2 separate regions of the Rattus norvegicus genome follow, and region 1 is linked to region 2. The links are chromatin contacts, called in public Hi-C maps. All regions are on one chromosome and are shown on one strand. The core of a region is the stretch at or near the end of the contact, and the rest is flanking DNA. Distances in the headings are between cores, read along the strand shown.

The links. Hi-C and Micro-C count contacts between places; a contact is called where the count stands out from the background.
Region 1: a contact with region 2 is called in a Hi-C map of prefrontal cortex, with 4 times the contacts expected there. The contact joins the promoter of Cfap90 here to the enhancer-like site in region 2. A contact is called at or near these places in 2 of 12 Hi-C or Micro-C datasets (Schwann cells and prefrontal cortex).

Annotation. Positions count from the first base shown.
Region 1 is chr1:36,672,734-36,679,867 of GRCr8, reverse strand. It overlaps Cfap90 (cilia and flagella associated protein 90), which reads left to right and starts at 1,565. Exons shown (of 3, transcript NM_001400836.1): 1 at 1,565-1,826. The coding sequence starts at 1,581.
Region 2 is chr1:35,645,322-35,652,133 of GRCr8, reverse strand. No RefSeq gene overlaps it. Among named protein-coding and RNA genes, the nearest start is that of Tent4a, 54 kb to the right of the region's middle. Within about 2 kb of position 2,488, at least 39 of the 93 cell types and tissues checked have an H3K27ac peak or open chromatin away from gene starts, as enhancers often do. A contact at or near this core is called in prefrontal cortex, where this site is marked.

The DNA of each region.
Region 1 (7,134 bases), core at 316-2,815, 1.0 Mb before region 2:
ACACTTCAGTCCATGTCCATCCTTGAGAGAGCTCAGGGCAGAGACTCAAAGCAGAAACCATAGAAGAATGCTACTAGCCAGATTGCTTGCAGGTTCATGCTTAGCTATAAGAAGAAATATAATCCAAGACCACCTTGCCAGAGATTGGTACACCCACAGTAGGCTGAATCCTCCGACATTGTGACGGTCCTCACAGACATGCCAACAGTACAATCTAATGGGGGTGAGCCTTCTACTGAGATTCCTTTTCCTGACTCCAGGCTGTGTGGCACTGACAGTTAAAATTAAAGCTAACTAGAGATTGGTTTTTTTTGGTTCTTTTTTTTGGTTCTTTTTTTTTTTTTCCGGAGCTGGGGACTGAACCCAGGGCCTTGCGCTTCCTAGGCAAGCGCTCTACCACTGAGCTAAATCCCCAACCCCGAGATTGTTTTTAACTAAAGTGCTATTCGTGAAGTTTTCTTTTACTACTAACAAAATAAGTAACTGAATGAAATTGCAGCTAGCAAAATTATATGTCTGAATGGCTGTGAACGGGATTTCTGTAGTGGAATAATCTCAATTTGGGCTATGCTGGAGCCGAGTTCTCACATAGTTTCTGTCAGCCCCGTCTACCTGTGCAAGTGTGTATACTTTATCATTTATACAAAGCTTGCAAGGGGCCTCAGCTGACCTCTCAGTCTGTCTTTGGAAAGGCTGGGAGAGGTGGGAAAGGTTGACAGTAGATTGATTATAGAGGGTACTTTATTTTATTTTACTGATACTTTCATGGGGACGATAACATTTAACTGGCATGCTCTTGTGACTTCTGCTCCTGGGAGAAGGGTGATGGCTCTGTTTTCTACACATCTCCAAGCTCCAGGTAGATGGTCACTAAGTGACCTCGCTAAGTGATTTCCAGCAAGACTAAAGGCGTTGAGACCTTGCTTTATGGTGGTCTTTTTTTCTGACTCATGGTCTACTCAGGCAAACTACCAGGGGAGAACAGAGGAAAGGAGGGAGTGGGCTTCCTGGAGCTGAGGAGGGAGCATGATCAGAGCTGCCTGAAATCCTATGAACTTGACTCCTGTGCCAAGGTCACTCTCCTCTGCTCCTGTGCCTTGCCCACATATGAAATGCCAGGTACATGTGTGCAGCCCATGCTTCTCTGCCCTTAGCCTTTTCAATATGTGCAATATACACATGGCCCTCATTTTTCTGTTGGATCACACTCCCTAGACCTCTGTAGCCTTTCTCATCTTTGTCATCTGACTTCACCAAGTTGTAAGCTCTCTGTGACCTAGGGCTGTTTGTTTCAGGGCTGAACCGTCAGATCTTGACGCATAGTAGCTTTCTGTCATGATCTGCAAAGTTAAGGAATGCCCAAAACTTAAAACAAACTGTGCTGGTAATCAGATGTAGAGGATTGGGTGTGGTCCCTTAGGTGGCTCCTACTTGGAAAGCCACAAACACACCTGCTCAGGTTGTGAAGTGAAAAGAACTAGAAGGACGCGTCAAGGAACGTCACAAAGTGGATGCTGAGAACAAGGCGCAGTTGCTAGGCAACGACCGAGCGCAGACGCCTGGAGGGACGCAGAAGCCTGATGGAGGGACCCGCCAAGAAGGAGCAGCGAGCGATGGACCCCGGTGGCGTGAAGGAGAAGGAGGAAAAGGTGGAAGAGGAGGCAGGAGAAGAAGAGGGAGAAGAGGAGGAGGAGGAGGAAATTACCGCCGCAACCCTGCGGGGCAAACCCCGACCTTTGCCCATCTCAGCGATATCAGCTTTCAGCTACATCCCTCCACGGCATCAGGGCCCCAAGGAGCACAGCTACTTCAGTCGCGAGGGCCAGGTGAGCAGGTCCAAGAGAGAGAGGAGGGACACACACACACACACACACACACACACACACACACACACACACACACACACACACACACACGAGTCCGCACTATCAGGGAGGGCTCAGAGCGGAAAGGAATGTGATGAGGGCGGGGCTTCAGTGCTAGAGAGAGGCCTGGGGTGGGACCACATAACTTGAGCTGTTCAGACAGTAATAGGGCAGGGTTTCAGGTGTGGTAGTAATACTGTGAGGAGAGGGTTGGGAAGGACTATTTCTGATATTGTCCAAGGGCAGCTAGCCAAGGTAGGAGGGGCGGGGTCAAAGTACTAGAGGCTTTAGAGGTACTGCAGCTCTAGGTAGAGGGTGGTGCCCAGGACAAACTGCACTGAGCTGCAGAGTCCAAAGGAATTGTATAGGGGTGCGAAACTGGCTAGCACGGAAGCCTCCTGTTTTACAGATGTGGAACTGGTCTCGGGGTTAGCTAGGGTTAAATACCAGAGTCTGGGTCAGGGCCCCCTGTGTTATCACTTGTGAAGGGGCTGGAATTTGACACCAGTGAGGCAGACATGGTTAGTAGGCAAGAGAGAGACCTTGAACAGAGGCACAAGGGCACCAAGAATATGGCCATCACAATCACAGTTGTAGACACCTCAGGAAGTGAGGATGGACAGATGTGAGCTTGGTGCAAGTGAAGTGATGCAAATGTGTCCTGGGAGTGGGAACGGCAAAGAGGAGTGAGCATAAAGGGATCAGGCAATCACAGCCATTCCTGGGAAGCTGACCAGAGGTGCCCCTCTGGGAACAGGGGAGAAGCTGCTACCCATCCATTCCATAAAAAACTGAGGGAGTACTGTCAGGATGCTGGGCCACTCTTTCTGCCCACTACCAGTTGGTGGGTCAGTGGAGTGTCAGGGTTGCTCTACTTAAGGTGGCTCAACCCCCTGGGGTCTGTCTGTATCAAGTCTCAGGTAACAATGGAGACAAGCCCTGACCCTAGTTGCAGTGTCTGTAAGGTCCAGGGTGTGGGAAACATTCTGACTCTAGATGGCAGAAACAATAAGAACACTGTCTTAGTTGGGGTTACTGTTGCTGTGAAAAACACCAAGGCCAAAAGCAAACTTGAAAAGAACTTTGTTCACTCACAGACTCCTACAACAGTTCATCATACAAAAGCAGTGAGGGCAGGAACTCAGGCAGGACAGGAACCTGGAGGCAGAAGTTGATGCCAAGTCCTTGGAGGGGTGCTACTTACTGGATTGCCCACAATGACTTTGCTCAGCTTGCTTTTCTGTAGAACGTAGGACCACCAGTCCAGGATGGCACCTCCCAGAATGTGCTTCATCCATCAATCACTAATTAAGAAAATGCCTTACAGGGTTTCCTATGGCCCAGGAGACACTTTATTTTATTTTTGTCCATCTTTATTAAATTGGATATTTCTTATTTACATTTCAATTGTTATTCCCTTTCCCAGTTTCCAGGCCAACATCCCCCCCAGCCCTCCCCCTCCCCTTCTATATGGGTGTTCCCCTCCCCTTCTATATGGGTGTTCCCCTCCCCACCCTCCCCCCATTACCACCCTCCCCCCCAACAATCCCGTTCACTAGGGATTCAGTTTTGGCAGGACCAAGGACTTCCCCTTCCACTGGTGCTCTTACTAGGCTATTCATTGCTACCTACGCAGTTGGAGCCCAGGGTCAGTCCATGTATAGTCTTTGGGTAGTGGCTTAGTCCCTGGAAGCTCTGGTTGCTTGGCATTGTTGTCCCTAAGGGCTCTCAAGCCCCTTCAAGCTCTTTCAGTCCTTTCTCTGATTCCTTCAACAGGGGTCCCATTCTCAGTTCAGTGGTTTGCTGCTGGCATTCGCCTATGTTTTTGCCGTATTCTAGCTGTGTCTCTCAGGAGAGATATACATCCGGTTCCTGTCAGCCTGCACTTCTTTCCTTCATCCATCTTATCTAGTCTGGTGACTGTATATATATGGGCTTCATGTGGGGCAGGCTCTGAATGGGTGTTCCTTCAGCCTCTGTTCTAAACTTTGACTCCCTATTCTCTCCCAAGGGTATTCTTGTTCCCCTTTTAAAGAAGGAATGTAGAATCCGCATTTTGGTCATCCTTCTTGAGTTTCATGTGTTCTGTGTATTTAGGGTAATTCGAGCATTTGGGCTAATATTCACCTATCAATGAGTGCACACCATGTGTGTTTTTCTGTGATTGAGTTACCTCACTCAGGATGATATTTTCCAGTTCCACCCATTTGCCTATGAATTTCATAAAGTCATTGTTTTTGATAGCTGAGTAGATTTCCATTGTGTAGATGTACCACATTTTCTGTATCCATTCCTCTATTGAAGGGCATCTGGGTTTTTTCCAGCTTCTGGCTATTATAAATAAGGCTGCTATGAACATAGTGGAGCACGTGTCTTTGTTATATGTTAGGGCGTCTTTTGGGTATATGCCCAAGAGGTATAGCTGGGTCCTCAGGTAGTTCAATGTCCAATTTTCTGAGGAACCTCCAGACTGATTTCCAAAATGGTTGTACCAGTCTGGAATCCCACCAACAATGGAGGAGTGTTCCTCTTTCTCCACATCCTTGCCAGAATCTGCTCTTGCTGGAGTTTTTGATCTTAGCCATTCTCACTGGTGTGAGGTGAAATCTCAGGGTTGTTTTGATTTGCATTTCCCTTATGACTGAAGATGTTGAACATTTCTTTAGGTGCTTCTCAGCCATTCAGCATTCCTCAGCTGTGAATTCTTTGTTTAGCTTTGAACCCCATTTTTAATAGGGTTATTTGTCTCCCTGCAGTATAACTTCGTGAGTTCTTTGTATATTTTGGATATAAGCCCTCTATCAGATGTAGGATTGGTAAAGATCTTTTCCCAATCTGTTGGTTGCCGTTTTGTCCTAACAAGTGTCCTTTGCCTTACAGAAGCTTTGCAGTTTTATGAGATCCCATTTGTCGATTCTTGATTTTAGAGCATAAGCCATTGGTGTTTTGTTCAGGAAATTTTCTCCAGTGCCCATGTGTTCGAGACTCTTCCTCACTTCTTCTTCTATTAGTTTGAGTGTATCTGGTTTGATGTGGAGGTCCTTGATCCACTTGGACTTAAGCTTTGTACCAGGTGATAAGCATGGATTGATCTGCATTCTTCTACATGCTGACCTCCAGTTAAACCAGCACCATTTGCTGAAAATGCTATCTTTTTTCCATTGGATGGTTTTAGCTCCTTTGTCAAAAATCAAGTGACCATAAGTGTGTGGGTTCATTTCTGGGTCTTCAATTCTATTCCACTGGTCTTCCTGTCTGTCTCTGTACCAATACCATATAGTTTTTTTTATCACTATTGCTCTGTAATACTGCTTGAGTTCAGGGATAGTGATTCCCCCTGAAGTCCTTTTATTGTTGAGGATAGTTTTAGCTATCCTGGGTTTTTTGTTATTCCAGATGAATTTGCAAATTGTTCTGTCTAACTCTATGAAGAATTGGGTTGGAATTTTGATGGGGATTGCATTGAATCTGTAGATCGCTTTTGGTAAAATGGCCATTTTTACTATATTAATCCTACCAATCTATGAGCATGGGAGATCTTTCCATCTTCTGAGGTCTTCTTCAATTTCTTTCTTCAGAGTCTTGAAGTTCTTATCATACAGACCTTTCACTTGTTTAGTTAAAGTCACACCGAGGTATTTTATATTATTTGGGACTATTATGAAGGGTGTCATTTCCCCAATTTCTTTCTCGGCTTGTTTCTCTTTTGTGTAGAGGAAGGCTACTGATTCATTTGAGTTAATTTTATACCCGGCCACTTTACTGAAGGTGTTTATCAGGTTTAGTAGTTCTCTGGTGGAACTTTTGGGATCACTTAAGTATACAATCATATCGTCTGCAAATAGTGATATTTTCACTTCTTCCTTTCCAATTTGTAATCCTTTGATCTCCTTTTGTTGTCTGATTGCTCTGGCTAGGACTTCGAGAACTATATTGAATAAGTAGGGAGAGAGTGGGCAGCCTTGTCTAGTCCCTGATTTTAGTGGGATTGCTTCAAGTTTCTCTCAATTTAGTTTAATATTAGCTACTGGTTTGCTGTATATGGCTTTTACTATGTTTAGGTATGGGCCTTGAATTCCTATTCTTTCCAGGACTTTTATCATGAAGGGGTGTTGAATTTTGTCAAATGTTTTCTCAGCATCTAAGGAAATGATCATGTGGTTTTGTTCTTTCAGTTTGTTTATATAGTGGATTATGCTGATGGTTTTCTGTATATTAAACCATCCCTGCATCCCTGGGATGAAGCCTACTTGATCATGATGGATGATTGTTTTGATGTGCTCTTTGATTCCGTTTGCCAGAATTTTATTGAGCATTTTTACGTTGATATTCATAAGGGAAATTAGTCTGAAGTTCTCTTTCTTTGTTGGGTCTTTGTGTGGTTTAGGTATAAGAGTAATTGTGGCTTCATAGAAGGAATTTCGGTAGTGCTCCACCTGTTTCAATTTTGTGGAATAGTTTGGATAGTATTGGTATGAGGTCTTCTATGAAGGTCTGATAGAATTCTGCACTAAACCCGTCTGGGCCTGGACTCTTTTTGGTTAGGAGACTTTTAATGACTCCTTCTATTTCCTTAGGAGTTACAGGGTTGATAAAATGGTTTTTCTGTTCCTGATTTGACTTTGGTACCTGGTATATGTCTAGGAAATTGTCCACTTCCTCCAGATTTTCAAGTTTTGTTGAATATAGGCTTTTATAGTATTATCTGATGATTTTTTGAATTTCCTCTGACTCTGTTGTTATGTCTCCCTTTTCATTTCTGATTTTGTTAATTTGGACACACTCTCTTTGTCCTCTCGTTAGTCTGGCTAAGGGTTTATCTATCTTGTTGATTTTCTCAAAGAACCAACTTTTGGTTCTATTGATTCTTTCTATGGTCCTTTTTATTTCTCCTTGGTTGATTTCAGCTCTGAGTTTGATTATTTCCTGCCTTCTACTCCTCCTGGGTGTATTTGCTTCTTTTTGTTCTAGAGCTTTTAGGTGTGCTGTCAAGCTGCTGATATATGCTCTCGCCTGTTTGTTCCTGCAGGCACTCAGAGCTATGAGTTTTCCTCTTAGCACGGCTTTCATTGTGTCCCATAAGTTTGGGTATGTTGTACCTTCATTTTCATTAAATACTAAGAAGTCTTTAATTTCTTTCTTTCTTTATTTCTTCCTTGACCAGGTTATCATTGAGTAGAGCATTGTTCATCTTTCATGTATATGTGGGCGTTCTTTCCTTATTGTTATTGAAGACCAACTTTGGCCCATGGTGGTCTGATAGCACGCA
Region 2 (6,812 bases), core at 1,239-3,738:
TAGTCAAAGGGGGAGGCAGGGAGTAGAAGGGGGGATATGAAATAAAAGACTATCTCTCATTCTCATAGCCACTCTGATGTCAGCCATCACAGGGCCTTTGGCCCTTGCGTTTCTGCAAATTACTATTGGCCCTTGCATCATCAATGCCTTAACTAGAGACATAAATTCCCATCTGGGTGTCATCAAGTTGATTATTATTACCCCAATATAAACAGGTACCCACCACAGAGTCAAGGATTTGACTCAGAATACAACTCAAGGGAGGACTGTGAGGGCTGAAATTATGTTTTAATGACTGTACTGAAGAGATTTACAAGACAGAAACAAACAACAAACTGCCTCTAGCCAGTAAAGCCCCCACTAGCCCAAGGACAGATAACACTCTGGAATGCTAGGGGGCATTGCTCCTATAAGACAGCAAGCCACATGTTTTCACTTTTGCACACAAGGTAGATTGTTCCAACTGCACAGGATGTACTTGATCACATGTAGGCAGGAGGTATACAGGCAGGAAGTATGTCAGGATGTATGCTTGCCGGTAATTGGATAAAGGAGACAGGTCATACAGTCTTGTGGGTTTGCCTTTACGAGTATTGGACTAACACCATCGGCAGTTACTCTTTGGGCATCCTGGGTACTTACCTGGCCAATATTCAATAAAGTTTGCTTCATACCTACCCCTGCAGAAACGTCATGTGTGTTGAGTGGGGGTGGATATGGGAGGGGCCTACTCTCTCAGAGGTGAAGAGGAGGAGGGATGAGGGAAGGGATTGTGGGAGGGGGATATTGATCAGGATGTAAATGAATTTTTAAAAAAGGCTTGCTTCAGAGTTGGCTGAAATTTGTGGTAGTGGTCTGTTTCTCGCCCAGTGGAACTAACACGGCATCAGTTTATAAATAAGACAGGCCTACAGACACGCCCACGGCCATGGAAGCTCTTCAACTGAGTTTTCCTCTGCCAAGTCGTCAATTAAGTTTACCACGGTAAACATCAGTTCTGTCTCTCCTCAGGCCTCATCCAAAGTCGGGGAAACCTCTTGTTCTGGGTGGAGACATAACATCTGCTCCAAAGAGAAGAGTAAATTCAACTGGGCTTGTCAGTCACCTGGCACGGAGTCCCCCTCCCCAGGAAAGATGTTTTACCTAGAGACATGAGAAGGAGGTGAGAGGAATAATCATCCCCCATGAGACTAGTACAGCGCCACTGGCAAAGCTCCTCCCTTGTGGCAACGGAATCGAACACTTGTCTGAGTTACTCAGAAACCTGTCAGCTCTCTTCCTCCTTCTTTCTGTTTATTTTTCTTTCCAACACTGGCCAAGACCCGGGTATTCTTTCTGTGGCATGCAGCTCCCACGCGTTTACTCGGGAGCCACACATCTCCACCCTCCCCCACTGTACCACCGACACCCTCCGCCCCACGGCTGCTCCTCCTTTGTTCTAGTTCACTTTCTGCTGCTGTGACCAGTGACTAAAAGCAACTTAGTAAGAAAGGGGTTTATTTTAGATGACAAGTTACAGTCCATCCCCCAGGAAATCAAGCGCAAGAACTCGGGGCAGAAGCTTGAAACAGACACCAAAGAAGAATACCGCTCTCTGGCTTGCTCCTAGGTTCACATTCACCTTGGAGAGCCCAGGATCACCTGCTGGAGAATGGTACCACCCACAGTGGGCTCGGTCCTCATGCATTAATTAGCAATCCAAAAAAAAAAAATGTGGTTGTTTACACACTGCGTGGCCTGCTTTCTTCTCTGTCCCGCTGTTCCCAGTAGCTGCTGCAGCTGCTTGCTAACTGCTATTGCTGCTCTCAAACTCTAAGAAAAATGTCCCTCTTTTATTGAGATTAAACCAAACGTGGAAATGGCAACAACAAAATGCCCCCCCCCCAGTCCCGTTTAGCACAAAGTCAAAGAGTCATTTTGAAAGTGTTTGTGACTTTAAATAGTGTTAGAAACACCAGTCAGGGACTCGAGGCACAAGGTCACCTGGACCATGATGCATTTCACCTAGGGTACTTGAAGGTGCTGAAAACCCGCACCTCTGGATTTAGAACCAGAAGGAAGGCACCTGGGGTTTCTTGTCATCGTAAAAAGAAATGTCTGGGAAAGCAACACCTTCAAACAAACTGAGCACAGACCTAGTCGTAAACCAAAACTGCCAAGAGAGAGCTCTGAAACATGTTTCTCACCAGGCTCCACCCCAGTCTAATTAAGTCCCAGTCGCTGGAACGGGATCCCGAGACTTTATTTTCAGGAGCTCCCAGGTGAGCCTAACGAGCAGCTAAGATGGAGAGAAGACCGCCGCAAAGTCTTAAAGTGCTCACATCTTAAATTTGTCCCAGATTAATCTGCGAGCCCCCTGCAGAGCCCTGAAGCAGTGGGTCCAGAGCTGACAGAAGAATAAGCCTTGACTCAAAGGGAAGCTGGGGGAGGGCGACACCCACTCCTCCACCCTGCCTAGCAGTCGCCAGCACCACCTGCCTTGGAGCAAGAGAAGCCTTTTTCCTTCTTTTCGCAAGCTCCAGTCACCTCCTCCCGGCTTACATCCGCCAGTTATGTAACCCACGGAGCTGTTTTTTCTTAAAGTTCAAAGTCAAATTGGATCTAGCACAGCGGGAAACAGGATAAATTTAGAGAGGCTCTCAGGTCTGTCAGCAGAGGCACTCTCTGGCTCCCTCCCGTGTGCTGTGCAAAACTCCCAGCATTCGCAGGCTGCAGGAGCAACTAAATATTCATCCCAGACAAAAGCAACATAGGCTGATCTGGGCCATTCTCCCGAAATGGTGCGAGGCATCACACACTGTCTTCCGGCACCTCTTTTCTTTTCTTTTCTCTTTCTTTCTCTTTTTAAAGTAATAAAATTAAGTGCAGGTGCAGTAGAGAGATGTGCTAAGGAAGATTTCAGGTGAAAATCCTTTTATTAATTATGGGTGGGTGAGCTGCTGAGATAGAAAACAATATGTAGAACAATGAAAATTTTGATATCTAGGGATTTTTAAGGGGAGGAGGTGTTAGAGCAGTGGGAAGGGGTGTGAGTTTAGAGGGAAGAGGTCCCTGGATTTAAAAGTGTGTGTAAGAGTGGCCACTCATGCTAAGATAACCATGTAGACATCAAAGGACAGCTCTGTGGAATCTGTTCTCTCCTTTATGTCAGTCCCTGGGCAACAACTCAGATCATCTGACCTGGCAGCAAATGTCCCTAACTGCTGAGCCATGTTGCCTGCCCTCCAGAACGTCATCTACCCCACAGATGTCACTCCCTAGCATGAGTCGGCACTTGAATGATTCTCAGAACTAGATGTCCTTGTACCTAAGACAGACATAAAGGATTGAAGGGTATTCTCAAGGGAGAGTTCCAAAACAAATCCATCAACTCTGAGGTGCATGGCACACTATGCCACTCTGGTAGAGAGCTTGACACCTGTTCTCTTACGAATACACTGTCCTCACAGGAGGACTATAGTGGGAAACACAGTTATTTTCACGTTGAGAGGCTGCATAAGAGACCTGAATAAAAATGTCACTTGTCATTGTTAGAAATGTGTTCAGGGTTGCAGAGGGACCACCCCTCCAACTAAAGGGTCTCAAGAAGGCAAAACTTTACTCTCTGCCAAGTTGGTACACTCCACCCTTGTGGAGAAGAACAAGCAGAAGGAGGCAGGAAGTGCAAATGGGGACTGCACCCCCCCACCCCCACTGGGGTCTGACCTCACAGTCTTTCCAGACTGACTGGTTTTAAATTTATAAAGGGAATTAAGGGAAGTGGGAAATGGTGGGCTACTTAAGTGGCTTAACTTCCAAAAACACAGCAGGACCTTTGTGTAAACAAATGTTTTTACAGGGTGTAAGGGTTCAAACGTTTTGCTTGAAGGACTTACAAGATGGAGAATAAATAGATTTTGACTCCTTGTCAAGAACAAATGTTGCACCATGTTTGATGGAAAAGACTACCATTTCATGTGTATTGTGGATGTCAGCCGTCTGTGCCGTGACAGCAAGAAATGGAGATAAGCCCTTGATGAATCAGCTTGACCTGCTTCCCTACTTAAGCCAGGAAACCTTAATAAACATGGGTTGGGATCACATGTCAAGGATCCCTCCACGGGGTGGAGTCTTTCCAGAGAAGTGTCCTTCCTTGTCTCTCATCGGAATGGCTTCTTGCTGAGAATTAGACCTATTTCTTTGACAGCCTGTTGGATTGAACTGTCAGTGTGTTTTCTGTCTAGTTCAAAAGTTTTGACTTCGTCCCTTTGTGTAACTATAGCAAATTACCCCAGACTGGAGAATTAATAAACAACACAACACCTAGCTTCTCAAAGGCTACCAGGCCCCACGATCAAGGCTCAGGAGTGGTGAGCGTCTGTGGTGTGGTGTTCATGGCTGTTTCTCTCAGCAGCATCTTCACATGGATGAGGGCAGAAGACAAAAGAGAGGTCTCAGAGGATGGAGGAGCAGAAGCCCTCTCTCTGCCTGTTCATAAGACCCTAATCCCCTTCCCAGGGGCTCTGCCATGTGACAAACCCCAAACTCTGTAATGTTGTCAGTGCAGCTTCAACATGTGGATTCTGAAAGACACATCGAGCCATTTCATATGCTCACCTCTTCAAGCAACTAGACCCCACTTTGGTTCATCAATTGGTCCCTACCAATTTGGTCCCTACCATCTGCTGTTTGTAAAAGTGGGGGCTACCCTGAGCAAGGAAGAAACAGGTAAGCAGTTCTTGAGGAAAGTCTTTAAATACATCTTTTCCTCCCTGGATGAAATGCCTGTCGAAGGGACCCTTCCCTGACTAGATCATTGTTGTCTGGGGGAATTCTTCCCTAGCCAGCTTATCACTGTTTGGGGGGACTCTTCCCTGACCAGTTCATTGTTGTCTGGAGAGAGACCCTCCCCCTAGCTAGTTCATCAGTGTCTGGAGAGACATTCTCCTGACCAGCTAGCACATCATCCCCTTGGGGGACCTTCCCATCATCAGCTGATCACTAGGGGAACCTTTCCCTGGCCAGCTCACCACTTTCTGGTTCCTATTCTGGAGCTATGTGTAGTAACATTGACTCGTCCCCAAGATGCAGAAGTGCATGACACAGCAGAAATAACCTGTTGGCTGTCTTCCTTCAACACCCTGTACATTGTCAGCTCATAGGACCTTGCTGGGTAGCAAAGCATTGAACGTTTTTCCTCCTCTTCTTCGTATAACATCAATGTATACATCATTCTCTTGTGTTGGGAAGGTTCAAAATCCCCTCTATACATATTCTGAGATATTCAATTAACTTTCATTGAGCAAACTTACCATACTAGACCAAGAAGGATTAGAAGCTATTCCTTCTGCCCAATACACCCCATGCCCACTACCCACTAGAAGACCACAAACCATGGTCTGTCTGAACACCAAATCGGAGGACACTGGCTTAGGAAATGTTTGTATCTGAAGGAAGCTAATTCACGCATGTGCACATGGTCCCTAGCTGCTTTGGGCTGCAGTGCAAGAGGCTGTGTGACCCACAAATCCTCTATTCACTATCTAGCCCTCTATATAAAACGCTAGCGGGGCTGGGGATTTAGCTCAGTGGTAGAGCGCTTACCTAGGAAGCACAAGGCCCTGGGTTCGGTCCCCAGCTCCGAAAAAAAGAACCAAAAAAAAAAAAAAAAAAAAAAAAAAAACGCTAGCAAAACCTCATGTTGAACGCTGGAGAGATGGCTCAGCATTTAAGAGCCGTGACTTCTCTTCCAGAGGTTCTGAGTTCAATTCCCAGCAACCACATGGTGGCTCACAGCCATCTGTAATGGGATCTGATGCCCTCTTATGGTGTGTCTGAAGACAGCAGCAGTGACTCACATAAGTCAAATAAAACTTTAAAAAAAAAACAAAACAAAACAAAACTCATGTTGAGAATCGTTGGGGGTTTTGTTAATCTAGAAACATCCCCAGGCCTATAGTCTAACCCTTTCAATTAGTAGAGGAGAAATGTGAGCTGAGAGAGCCCTCTGCAGGCCCCAGGTGCAGCACCCCACTAGTGGTTATCCTATACTCAGCATATATGGACATGGTCTCTGGTTCATCAGATTAGGATTTATATAATTGACCAAAAGAAACATTTATGATTTCTGTAATAGTCAAGTTGCCAGTTCCCTGATCTGATCATTACACATTGAGTATATGTCTTGAAATGTCATGTTGTACCGTTCAAATGTGTGAGACTACTATGTAGTCAAAAATGCTGCGAATGTGCCTTTTAAACATTTAGAAAAATCAAGAATCTGGGAGAACAATGAACAGTGAAAGAAATTCAATAAACACAAAGATGTCTAGGTACTAAACAAAAACTGTAACTCTGAGATTCTTTGTTTCAGACACCTGTATGGCCAACAACATACATGAAGATGTCCTCAGTGTTGCCTAAAGGACTGTTGGGCAGGGGGATTATAGCCACCAGCAAATATCTTTTTTGGCTACTAAATCCTCACAGCAGGAGGAGGGGGCACTACTGACCTCTAGTGGGTAGAATTCAAAAATGCTTCTGAGTGGTCTACCGTGCACAGTTATCTCCACACAGAAGAGTTATTTACCTAGCTCAAAGTGTCACGTGTGAAAGCAGATTCTGTTGAAAGTCCCACCTGTGCAAAAGATGCCAGTTTGAATGCTGTCTTATTTACTGTTCTATTACTGTGAAGAGGCAACTTAGAGAAGAAAGCATTTAAATGGGTCTACTCCATTATCCTCATGGCAGGGGGACTGACATGGTGCTGGACAAGTAACTGACAGCTCACATCTGATCTACAATTCCAAGCTGAGAAAGAGATACTGAATCTG